Regions from separate parts of the Pan troglodytes genome. Here region 2 is linked to region 1. A link is a contact called in public capture Hi-C data. All regions are on one chromosome and are shown on one strand. Each heading gives the region's core, a stretch centred on a gene start, on an enhancer-like site or on the middle of the called end of the contact. The rest is flanking DNA. Distances are from core to core; before and after follow the strand shown. Region 1 overlaps PAX6 (paired box 6). Region 2 has its middle 83 kb from the start of RCN1.

What was found. Capture Hi-C pulls out chosen DNA fragments and counts their contacts.
Region 2: a capture Hi-C map of stem cell-derived neural stem cells shows a contact between it and region 1, with 2.8 times the contacts expected there. The contact joins two enhancer-like sites. A contact is called at or near these places in 1 of 7 Hi-C or Micro-C datasets (stem cell-derived neural progenitor cells), 1 of 1 datasets of contacts at active chromatin or transcription factors (stem cell-derived excitatory neurons) and 1 of 1 other capture datasets (stem cell-derived neural stem cells).

Annotation. Positions count from the first base shown.
Region 1 is chr9:35,803,077-35,808,273 of NHGRI_mPanTro3-v2.0_pri, forward strand. It overlaps PAX6 (paired box 6), which reads right to left. Exons shown (of 14, transcript XM_054662190.2): 3 at 3,274-3,350; 4 at 2,828-2,888. The coding sequence starts at 2,837. Among named protein-coding and RNA genes, the nearest start is that of PAX6, 12 kb to the right of the region's middle. Within about 2 kb of position 2,700, at least 6 of the 24 cell types and tissues checked have an H3K27ac peak or open chromatin away from gene starts, as enhancers often do. A contact at or near this core is called in stem cell-derived neural stem cells, where this site is marked.
Region 2 is chr9:36,170,581-36,175,777 of NHGRI_mPanTro3-v2.0_pri, forward strand. No RefSeq gene overlaps it. Among named protein-coding and RNA genes, the nearest start is that of RCN1, 83 kb to the left of the region's middle. Within about 2 kb of position 2,156, at least 5 of the 24 cell types and tissues checked have an H3K27ac peak or open chromatin away from gene starts, as enhancers often do. A contact at or near this core is called in stem cell-derived neural stem cells, where this site is marked.

The sequences.
Region 1 (5,197 bases), core at 1,450-3,949:
CACCTCCAGTGCAGACGTGAGAGTCAGAGCCCGGGCTCGGCTTCAGCCACAGACAAGTCCGGCCACCGCAAGTAAGGCTCAGAGCCGGGAGTCGGTTCGCACCAGCCACTGCTCGCTTTATTTCCGCCGCTGAACTCCGCCCTCCCCTTAGCCAAGGATAGATATTAGCAAAAATCAAAAACAGAAAAGAAAAAGACCACATCATAGTGTTCCCCATCCGTCCTTTATCTTTGTATCTCACAACCTCATCCCTGTGGTCCAACCTTAGAGAATAGGGAGAGGGAGTTAGCCCCTCTTTGTAGTCCCCCTCCCCAAAAACCACAGACACACAAAGCCAATTTGCCAATTTCCACTTCCTTAAAAATCTCCAACCTGCAGCCCCGACTTAGAGAGCAGCCCTCCCAGGAAAAGACGTGGCTCCCTGTTCAGCTCTCCTCTCCTCTCCTCTCCTCTCTTCTCCTTGGAGCCTACTGATAAATTGACTCCAGGAGCCTGAGCTTCTTAGCAATAAATAAGCTCCAAATATAGAAGAGGGGGGAAAATATGATGAGCCTCTCTGACATTTGTCTTTAAAATAAAACTAGCTGCACGTCAAGTTTGAGCTTAATTTCTGGAAATAGGCGGAAGTCGCTCCGGATCATGCATGGAAGGCTAATTGAAAAGATCAGTCGGGGCGCTTGTGGCAGCCTTGTCACTTTGTGACAGTGCTCCGCTCCGGGAAATTGCATCGTCACGACAAACGGGACAGTGATAAAACGACCCTTTCCGTCCTTATTTGTAGATCACTCAGACGAGATTGAACTGCACTTGTTTCCCCTTCGAGGGGAGCCGCGTTTTCAGGGTAGCCGAAGGCTTGGGGCTAAGGGGGGCCCTCACCGAGGCGCGGGTGGGGGCCTGAGCCTCAACTCGATGAGAAGTGACAGGCGTTTGGGGGATCTGGGCTCCGGCCGGGACCAGCGCAAGCAGGGACTTTGCGGGGACACCGCTTCTCCAACAGAGCAAGGCCTGGCCCACGTTTCCGGTTTCTCCTAACTTCCTTTTATTGCCTTCCTTTGCTTCGCAAGTTCCATCTACCCCTCCAGCTACAGAGCCCCACCTCTAGGCACAGGGAGCTTCCCGGAAAAAGAAAGGCTGTCCCAGAAAGAGACCGAGAGAGACTTTCCAAACTTCGGGCATAGCCACGGCAATTCCCAGTCTGCTAATGCCAAGGCGGGCGCGTGAGGCCGCCTAAATCTAGACCTCCCTCCTCACTCATTTCAAAAAATAACAACGTGCCAGCCACCTCCGCAGCTACCGCCCGCTGGTGCTTGCCCAGGAGACGCCAGGGCCAGAGCGCCACTCCCAGCATCGAAATGGCAGAGAGAAAGCGCAGCTCCAAATTCCCCTTCAGAGGTTAAGCCTCAATCATTGTGTCCCTTCCCTAGGGACTGCTGGCGCTCTCGCCCACTGGCGATGATTATGCGCCTAGAACTCGACCGCGAAGCAACTAATAGGAAAACATATGGTGTCAATTTGGATGCTCCGCGCCTCGCGCACACCCGGGAACGAGCGGCACAAAGCCCTGCGGGCCGGCCCGCGACCCCGCGCCCCTCGGGGCCTGCCAGCCGGGCCGCAGCGACAAACGCTCAGGGCTGCGCGCCCTGGCTGGGGCCCGCCCGAGAGACAGCCTGCGGCTGGGGAGTCTGAGCTCCAAGGGGAGAACCCAGCCGCCGAAGGCGAGCCTACCGGCCAAGCCCTGGGGTCCGGCAGGTTCTGCACAACTACTCCCGCAAAGCTCGCCACCTTTGTGCCGCTTCCTCAGCTACGCGCTTACCAGCTCCGGAAGCACCAGGGGGCGACCGGCGTTTCCAGAACAGATGGATAAGGTGCTGGGGACCCTTCTTAAGCCTTTGTGGTTCGGCCAGGGCAGGCTGCTAGAAGACCCGGGCCTTTCCACACTTCGAGTTCAGTTGAGCCCTGACGCCGTGTGCCTCAACCGTAACCTCAAACCGGGCCTGGTTTCGCTGGGCCTCCAGGCTCCCAGGTCGGAGCTCTAGACTAGCCCTGCCGCGTACCAGCACCCACCACGAACAGGAAGGTGGGTGGGACCCCACGGGGTCTGGGCAGAGGAAAGCAGGGAGGTACAAGGGCCATAAGTATCAAAAGCGCTCTGGGCCTGGGACTATCAGGACCCAAGCAATTGCAGTTGCCAGGGCAGGGATTTTCCAATTCCTGGGCACCTCCTTACCAGACCCAGTAAACCGTGCTCTCTCCCGCGCCCTGTAACAGCGAGCTTACCACCCCTACCCTGCTGCAGGCCTGGGGGCTCCTCTCCCCATCCCTTCTAGGCCCGTAGGTGGGGTGAGGAGGGGAGGAGCTGCCCTGAGAGTGACTTGGGGAGAGAAGCCCCCAACCCCGCTGGGTTGGTGGAGACTTTCAGTCTTGGCTAAGCCCAAAGGGGCCTCCTTCTCACTCAACTAGGAGAAGACTTCGCCCCGCCCTGATCAGCCCAGCCCCTCTCTCCGGGGTCAGAGCCGGGGCAGGGGCGGGAGGGGGTGTGAGTTACAGGATTTGGGGGGGATGGGGTTTCTCTACCGCAGCTTCGAAAACTCGGGCGGGCTGTTCTTAAGGGCCCAGCCCCTGCTTCTCCAGTATGGAGAAAAGCCAAGCAAACGCCCTCCCCTCCCGGGCTGCCGGGCGCGGAGGGGGGAGCAGCCGCCGCAGGTCCCCGGGCCTCAGTGGGTCGGCGGCCGGGCCAGCGCGGGCGTCGCGAGCCCTTGTGTCCTCCCCTGACCCTCGGGTCCGCGCACCCCGAGCCCGAAGTCCCAGAAAGACCAGAGGCACTTACTGTTCTGCATGCTGGCTCTGGCTGGGGGCCGCGGGATTCCACGGGGCTCGAATATGGGGCTCTGTTAGCAAGAAAATAGGAGTTAATCCCCGGGCAGCTGCATCAGGTAGGCCTGAACTCCCAACCGAGGTGGACCTGGGGCTAGGACAGGAGAATCTCCGTTCTTTAGGAATTGATCCACTCAACCGCTTGCGGCGATCTGAGGGTCACCCAGCTCTGCCCTGCAGTGCATACAAAATCTACCCTTTGGGGCTTGAAACAAAGTACTGGAATAACCCCAATCTGTTTCCCCTACATTCTTTAGCAGTTAACCCTTTAATCAGTAGAAGCGATGCCCCAATTTTGATTTTTTTCTTCTATCTGAACTATAGTGAAGAAGCATACTGAAATAGTTTGTTTTGACTGTTTGTGGGTTTTGAGCCCAAAGCAGCCACCACAGAACTTGCCTGAAATCTCGGATGTCTGTCCACTCTCACAATAAAAGGCCTCACACATCTGCGCACCCCTAGTTAAAGTCTTCCCCCTAAGACAAAACAGAAGGAGAAAAAGGTATATCAAGCTGTGGTTCAACAGCATACGTCCATGGGCTCTCTGAGCCTCACTCTCAGGAAAAATACATGCATCTAGGGCTCAGTCAAACTGTCATCAAACTCTAAGTCCCAGCATTACACCCACATTTTCAGCGGCGTCTGCCACAGAAGTCTCCATCCTTTAAAAGAGGCTGCTGTGGTCTGGCTTGGGAGAATTGGAAAATCTAGCAAGTTCGGATCCCACTTTGCAAAAATATAAAGAACCAGGAAAAGGGGAAGGGGGAAACAGGAGGAACAGTGGAGTAAGGAGTAGAGGCCAAGAGCTGAGGTTGAGGGGGTGTGAGGGGAGAGGAATACCTGAAGTTTGGAGACCAGGGGAAGGGAATCTTGGAACTTCCTGGTGCCGGAGAGCATAGGCTGGAGCAGTTTGGGAGGGCTGCGGGGCCATACTCCCTCCTTCCTTAAGGAACTTCACAAGACCCCCAGAACCCAACACTCTGCTTACCCTTTATCTTCTGCTCCTCTCCCTACACCAAAAAAACTTCCCAATGGCCCCCTCTCCATCTACCTCCCAGCTTTCTGGGACTTTGAAAGGGGCAAGCCCAACTTTTTATCCGAAACCTCACTTATTGTGATTAACTTCTCTTTTGGCGTTTAGATCTTCACCCCTTTAACTGTACTGTGACACACCCTGTCTACCTCGCCTCACTGCTTTAAAAAGTACGAACAGGAGGGGGTGAGCGTGGTCGACAAAGCCGACAGACGGCAAACAATGGCTTCTATTCTCCAGCTTTCCTCGAACCCAAGGAGCAAAACCGAGTCTCCCTAACCAGCAACACAGCTTCCAACCAAATGTACCAACAACCCACCAACTCACAAAGGGAACAGAGAGACGCTTCTAGCTTCATAAGCCCTGACCCAGTGCAGGGTTCCCCGAGGCTGCTCCCGTACGAACACCTCCCTACCTTTCCCAAAGGAAAAAAAAAAAAAAGTCTTTTGGGTGAGTGGAGGAAATAGAAAAGTAATTTCTTGTTGTAAATATCTGGAGGTAATTGTGTTACTGGTGTGAGTTGTTAGGGGCTGTAAAAAGATACAACGGCACCGTGGGGAGCTCAATTGGGAAGAGAGAGTTACAATAAAGAGCCCATTCAAGAGGTCTGCCCCCCAAAAAGAGGTAAAATAACAAAACAGTCACAGCATCATTTCTCTGTTTTTTTTTTAAATGCATTATTTTTTCTGTTTTACCTATGGTGATTATTGATCTGCCTGCCTGCAAGCAAAGAATTTCAAGAAGCACATTTTACTCTACAAGGCTATTCCTGGTCTACTTTTTAACTACTTGGTAGACAGCTTAAATCCATAAAAATAAACCGAAAATGAGGACTTTTTCTCAGCATTGGGTAAATACTGGCCACAGCAGAGGGTTACTAGTTACCCTTATCTAGGTTGGCTCTCCAATGCTTCCTTCCTGTCTCTCAGTCCCGGCACCCATAGCCATGCCCTGGACGGGCAAAATCTTCAACTCTAATGCAAAATACCCCACCCCAACAAATGCAGGACCCTGAAGCTGCAAAGGAGTAGTAGGTGGGGAGATGGGGAACGGAATTCCCCTAGGAGGGGTAAAACTTTCAGAACTCCACTTTGTAACCCACGCTGTGCACAATCACAACAGAATGCTCCCATCCTGGCTTGTAACTTCTTGATACCATTTTTTTAAAATTCAGTAGCTGAGCACAAAGAGGCCTCGTTGATTAGTTTTCGAAGCAGCTGGGAAGGTGGTAGTATTTCAAATTCCAGTTCTGCTCCATTCCCACTTCCCTCTCGCTAAGAAGCTATCTAA
Region 2 (5,197 bases), core at 906-3,405, 370 kb after region 1:
GCACCATGTGTACCACAGACTCCAAGGCTAAAAAAGCAAGGAATGCACTTTGAAAAAGAATCATTCTCAATACTACAGTATTCCCCGGTATCTTTCTGCTCCATAGGGCTTTAAAATACCACATTCATTTGAAAGATGGAATGTTCCTCCCAAGTTTATCATCTGTAGCAATTACTGTAATTAACAATCAGGACATCCATAAGGTCAGGGTCCGTTCTGCTCACCATTATGTACCCAAGTCCTAGAACACAGTAGGTGCTCTTTAAATATCTGATGCAATGAAAGGAAAATGAGATTGAATGCATTTTGTAGAAGCCTGCCTATTTCAACACAGCTCAGCCTGAAGACTCGTCCATGTGTTCCTCTATAAATCCCCTAGATGGTTGGGACTGAGGTGAGGGGTTGGTGGTGAGGGAGTGGTTGAGAATGAATGGGATGCTAAAAGATGGCCTAAAAGCACAATGCCCAGTGCGGAGGATTCAGAGGTGGAGAAAATACACGAGCTCACTGATGCTCTGGCCAAGAGAGACATCTAAGTAGCAAGAGCACACGTGACCACACATAACGAAAGGAAGTGTGAAGTGCTGTGGCACAGAGAGGAAGGGGCAATTAATTTTCCCCAGGGGAATCAGGGAGAAATATAAGAAATTATATTATATTAGATTGCAAGTTGTTTTACCAGAAGCTTCCACCGAGACAATATTTAAGACCTCCAGAGACCTAGAGAAATAGTGAGTAGGAGGGCAGGAAGATCACAGGATTGTTAAGTCCCAATCCTCCGAGCCTTAAAGAGTGGCCGATCTGTGTTCATGGATGGATGAGTCTTCCCTTCGCTGCCCCGAGGACCTTTGAGTATGTCCCCTCACAGGCCCACGGGTTCCTGTTCTGCTCGATCAAAGCCCAGCCAGACAACACTGTGTCCCAGGACAAGAAGTTTAGCAGAGAGGGACTGAAAGTTCTTGTTTTGAAAGGATGCAGTGGGTTATTTCCTGCCACGCTATTTTGTTTCTAGCAAAAATTTTAATAAACAGGCTTTCAGAAGAAGGGACTACATCCTCTCTGCTAGATAGATTTGTTTTTGCCACATGGGTTTCAGTGTTCCTAATGAACTGTTAACAAGCTGTCAATTACACGCACAAATTAGGAGAGATGACATGGAGAGGTTTCTATCACAGAGTGTACTCCTAGGCTGCAAATTACAGACCCTTAGGGCCGAGGGCCTTGCCTTTGGACTTTCCAATGATCCCTTTGACCCATATGGGAAAATCATTGCGATTAGGTCCTGGTTTTGGAGGGGAGGGAGGTTTGAAGACCTAAGTTAAAAGTAATTTTTTTTTTCTCTCACTCCAAGTGCTGAAAATTCTCTTGGTTTCTAGCAAATCAAACAGTTAATTCTCTGCTGCAACTTGTAAACCTGTTTAACTTAAATGGGTGCTGACAGAAGACTTCATTCTGTGCGACTTTTATTGTCATTTCTTTTCCAGCCAATTGGCTCCGTAGGCTTTCTGCTGTTTATCAAGCCCCTCTTTGGGCTTCCGGGAATAAACTCCACACAAAGGAAGAAAACTGTGCACGCAAATAACAAACTTTCAGTGTAATTATTCCTGCTCTCTGCCTGTCACTCCTTCCCAAGAGAATCTCCAGAAAGTACCACTTATTCGAGGAGCTCTCAACCTCCCTGGCCTGTTTGAAGTCAGGAATGTGATGCTAGGGGAATGGTTTAGAGCGCCGTCCGCAGTGCTGAGGAAAGCCAAGTAGGCTGGCACATTCTGGGTGGCGGCGTGCCGTTCTCTAGGACACAAAGGGACATGAAAGGTTTTCCGCAGACCCGAAAGAGAAAGGAAACAAAAATCAGAAGTGCTCCCTCGGTGAGAATTGTTGGCAGGGCTCCTCTCACAGAAATCGGATAACAAAAAGACCAGTTACTGGTTAACTTTAAGAAAGAGCCAGCCACGCCAAGGGAAGGGCGCACATTAATAGTGAATGAAATGACCGTGTGCACGGCTTTGTGGTCAAAGGATCCGTGGGAGATTCTGGAAAGGAGGCTGCCCAGAGGGGCTGTCCCTAAACACACGGGGCTGATGGGCCACAGTTGTTCCCATTTCACTCCCATAATGTCAATCGTTTCGCCAGAAAGCCATGGGAGACTCTGTGGGCTGGGCCCTCAGATTTGCAGGGCTGATTCCTGGCCAGCTTAGGTACCCTGTGACTCAGTTTCCTACCTGCTGAAGAACTGGAATGAGGCTGACAATCCCAAAATGATAGGAGATGCCCAGTGGCAGGATCCCTGGTCCCAGATGCAGAGGCTAGGACTGGCTGGGAGGGCTGTGGCCGGCAATCAGGACCCTGGAGGCTCCGATGGTTTCTTCCCTTTCTGGGGCACTGCTGCCTCCTGCTGTCCTGCCTATTAAATCTCAGGTTTCTCCCTCCACCCGGCTAATCAATCACCACCACCCTCTCCCTGGAGACTTCTCCTTGTGTCACCCAGGGTGCCATCACACATCAGGTCCCTCTTCAAGTCTGATCTTAGGTTCTCACTCTACTCTATCCTGCTGTAAGGGAGGAGTCCTGAATTTGGATTCTGAAGGCTCAGGCTCAAGTCCAAGCTCTGCCACTCACTGTGTAACAAGGAATATATTTCTTCATCTTGATGAACTTTGCTTCCTCTTCTGAAAACAGAGATTGGGGACGATGAAGTCTCTGTGAGGTCCAAGTGAGATCATGGGAAAACTCTGTAAACCAGAAGGCAGTCAACCAGAGGTTTAATTTTATTATTTACTTATTATTTATTGAAACAGGGTCTTACTCTATTGCCCAGGCTGGGTGCAGTGGTGTGATCACAGCTCCCTGCAGCCTCAACCTCCAGGGCTCAAGCAATCATCCCACCTCAGCCTCCTGAGTAGCTGGGACTACAAGAGATTGCCACCACACCCAGCTAATTTTTATTTATTTATTTATTTATTTATTTATTTATTTATTTATTTAGTAGACACAGGATCTCCCTATGTTGCCCAGGCTGGTCTTGAACTCCTGGGCTTGAGAGATGTTCCTGCTTCAATTTCCCAAAGTGTTGAGATTACAGGCATAAGCCAGCAAGGCCAGCCTTAAACCAGAGGTTTTAAATTTGCCTCTATCTCTCTCTTTTACTCTTTTAGCAGTGGAACCCTCTTTTCCAAATTAGATCTTAAGTGGAGCCCCAAAAAGGCAGAGCGTTCTGGTAGAAGCAGGGGCAGAGCCCCCAGCCCCTTGGCCACACCCTCCAGGTTCTGGTCCCTACCCCATTGCTGGAAAACCACTGCCCTTGAGGAATATTCACTATTAACTATTAGCAATCAAAAGTATTTTGAAAATGAAGTCCCATGCTATTACTGAAAACATGAATAAGAAGATTAGAAGACAGCCAAACAATGCCCTTCAAAACGTCTGTCCACCTCCTTTTCTTTTTTCTTTCCTTTTTTTTTTTTTTTTTGTTTGAGACAGAGTCTCGATCTGTTGCCCAGGCTGGAGTGCAGTGGTACGATCTCGGCTCACTACAACCTCCGCCTTCCAGGTTCACACCATTCTCCTGCCTCAGCCTCCCAAGTAGCTGGGGCTACAGGCGTCCGCCACCACACCCAGCTAATTTTTTGTATTTTTAGTAGAGACGGGGTTTCACCATGTTAGCCAGGATGGTCTCTATCTCCTGACCTCGTGATCTGCCTGCCTCGGCCTCCCAAAGTGCTGGGATTACAGGCGTGAGCCACTGCACCTGGCCCCTTTTCTTTTTTCTTTTCTTTTCTTTTTTTTTTTTTTTTTTTTTTTGAGACAGGGTCTCATTCTGTCACCCAGGCTGGAGTGCAGAGGTACAATGGTGGTTCACAGCAGCCTGACTGCCTCAGCCCAGGTGATTCTCCTACCTCAGTCTCCCAGGGTAGCTGGGACTACAGGTATGTGCCACTATGCCCAGCTAATTTTTTGTATTTTCTATAGAAACAGGGTGAAACCTGTTTGCCCAGGCTGAACTCGAACTCCTGGGCTCAAGCAATCTGCCCACCTTGGCATCCCAAAGTGCTGGGATTACGGACATGAGCCACCATGCCTGGCCTGACTCCCACCTCTTTAAACACAATTTTTTTTGCAACCTGGTATTCTTTAAGTTTTCCTTGCAATGACTCCTATGTCATTTGTCATATCACCCATTTTCTCCTTGTCTGATACTCATGGCTACTTATCTTTAAAAGTGGTATCTTATGTCCATTTCGTGACTCACCCCTACACACACTAACATGCATGCACACATACACACAATTAAGAGCTACCTAAAAGTATAAATTTCTTAAAACCATTCTACAAAAATGAAAAATGAGCTATAGATCCACTGGTAAGAATCCTTTTGAATCTCCCAACAATCTCTACCACCAGTCACATTGCCAAAAATGACCACAGACAATTGTCCCCAGCTGACTAATGTCCTCATCGTCAAGAATGGGATTTGCTGGCAGGTTTGGATCTGACATGAGTTGCAACACCCTGATCAGCTCATGGGGCCTAGGCCCTGTTTTAATTCAGAGCTGGTATTCCTGCAGGATTCCCCACTACCTTCCCCTTCACTCTGCCGGTTTCATTAGGCAATTCTTCCTGATCTAAACATTCACTGTATGGTAGGTTGCAAAGCCACAGTCCCTACCCCCAGCCCCAGAGAGGCCCAGAGGGAAAGTCAGCAGGTACAATTATAGCTTTCACATGTCTTTCTGGAAAGAGGAGTTAAGTGTTATTTTATATATTTTTCTCTGCACCGTGTCAGTGATTTTCTCAGGAAGCACAAGGCTTCTGCTCCCCCCGCCCACATACAATGAAAATTTTATGGAAAAGTTATCCAGAGGAAGGATGGCAACGTTTTGTTTTGTTTTTTCCTGAAAGCCATGTGGGCTATTTTCTACTGCATACTACTGTCAAGAGTGGAATCACAAATAAATCTAAGAAGCAAGGAGAGGGGTATAAAATATAAACAAGGAAGGAAAGAAAGAAGGGAGTTAGAGAAATAAAGAGAGCTCCACATTTATTAAGAAAAAAAAGAATAAATTGGTTTTTTTAACAAGCCACAGAAATTGGCCTACAAAGGGCCTTTCCTACTTGCATCCCCAAAACCAACCCGCCAAGCTATGAGCATTCATGGCTCTCTTGTGCCCTCTAGTGGGCAAAGGTGGTCCATGTTTTT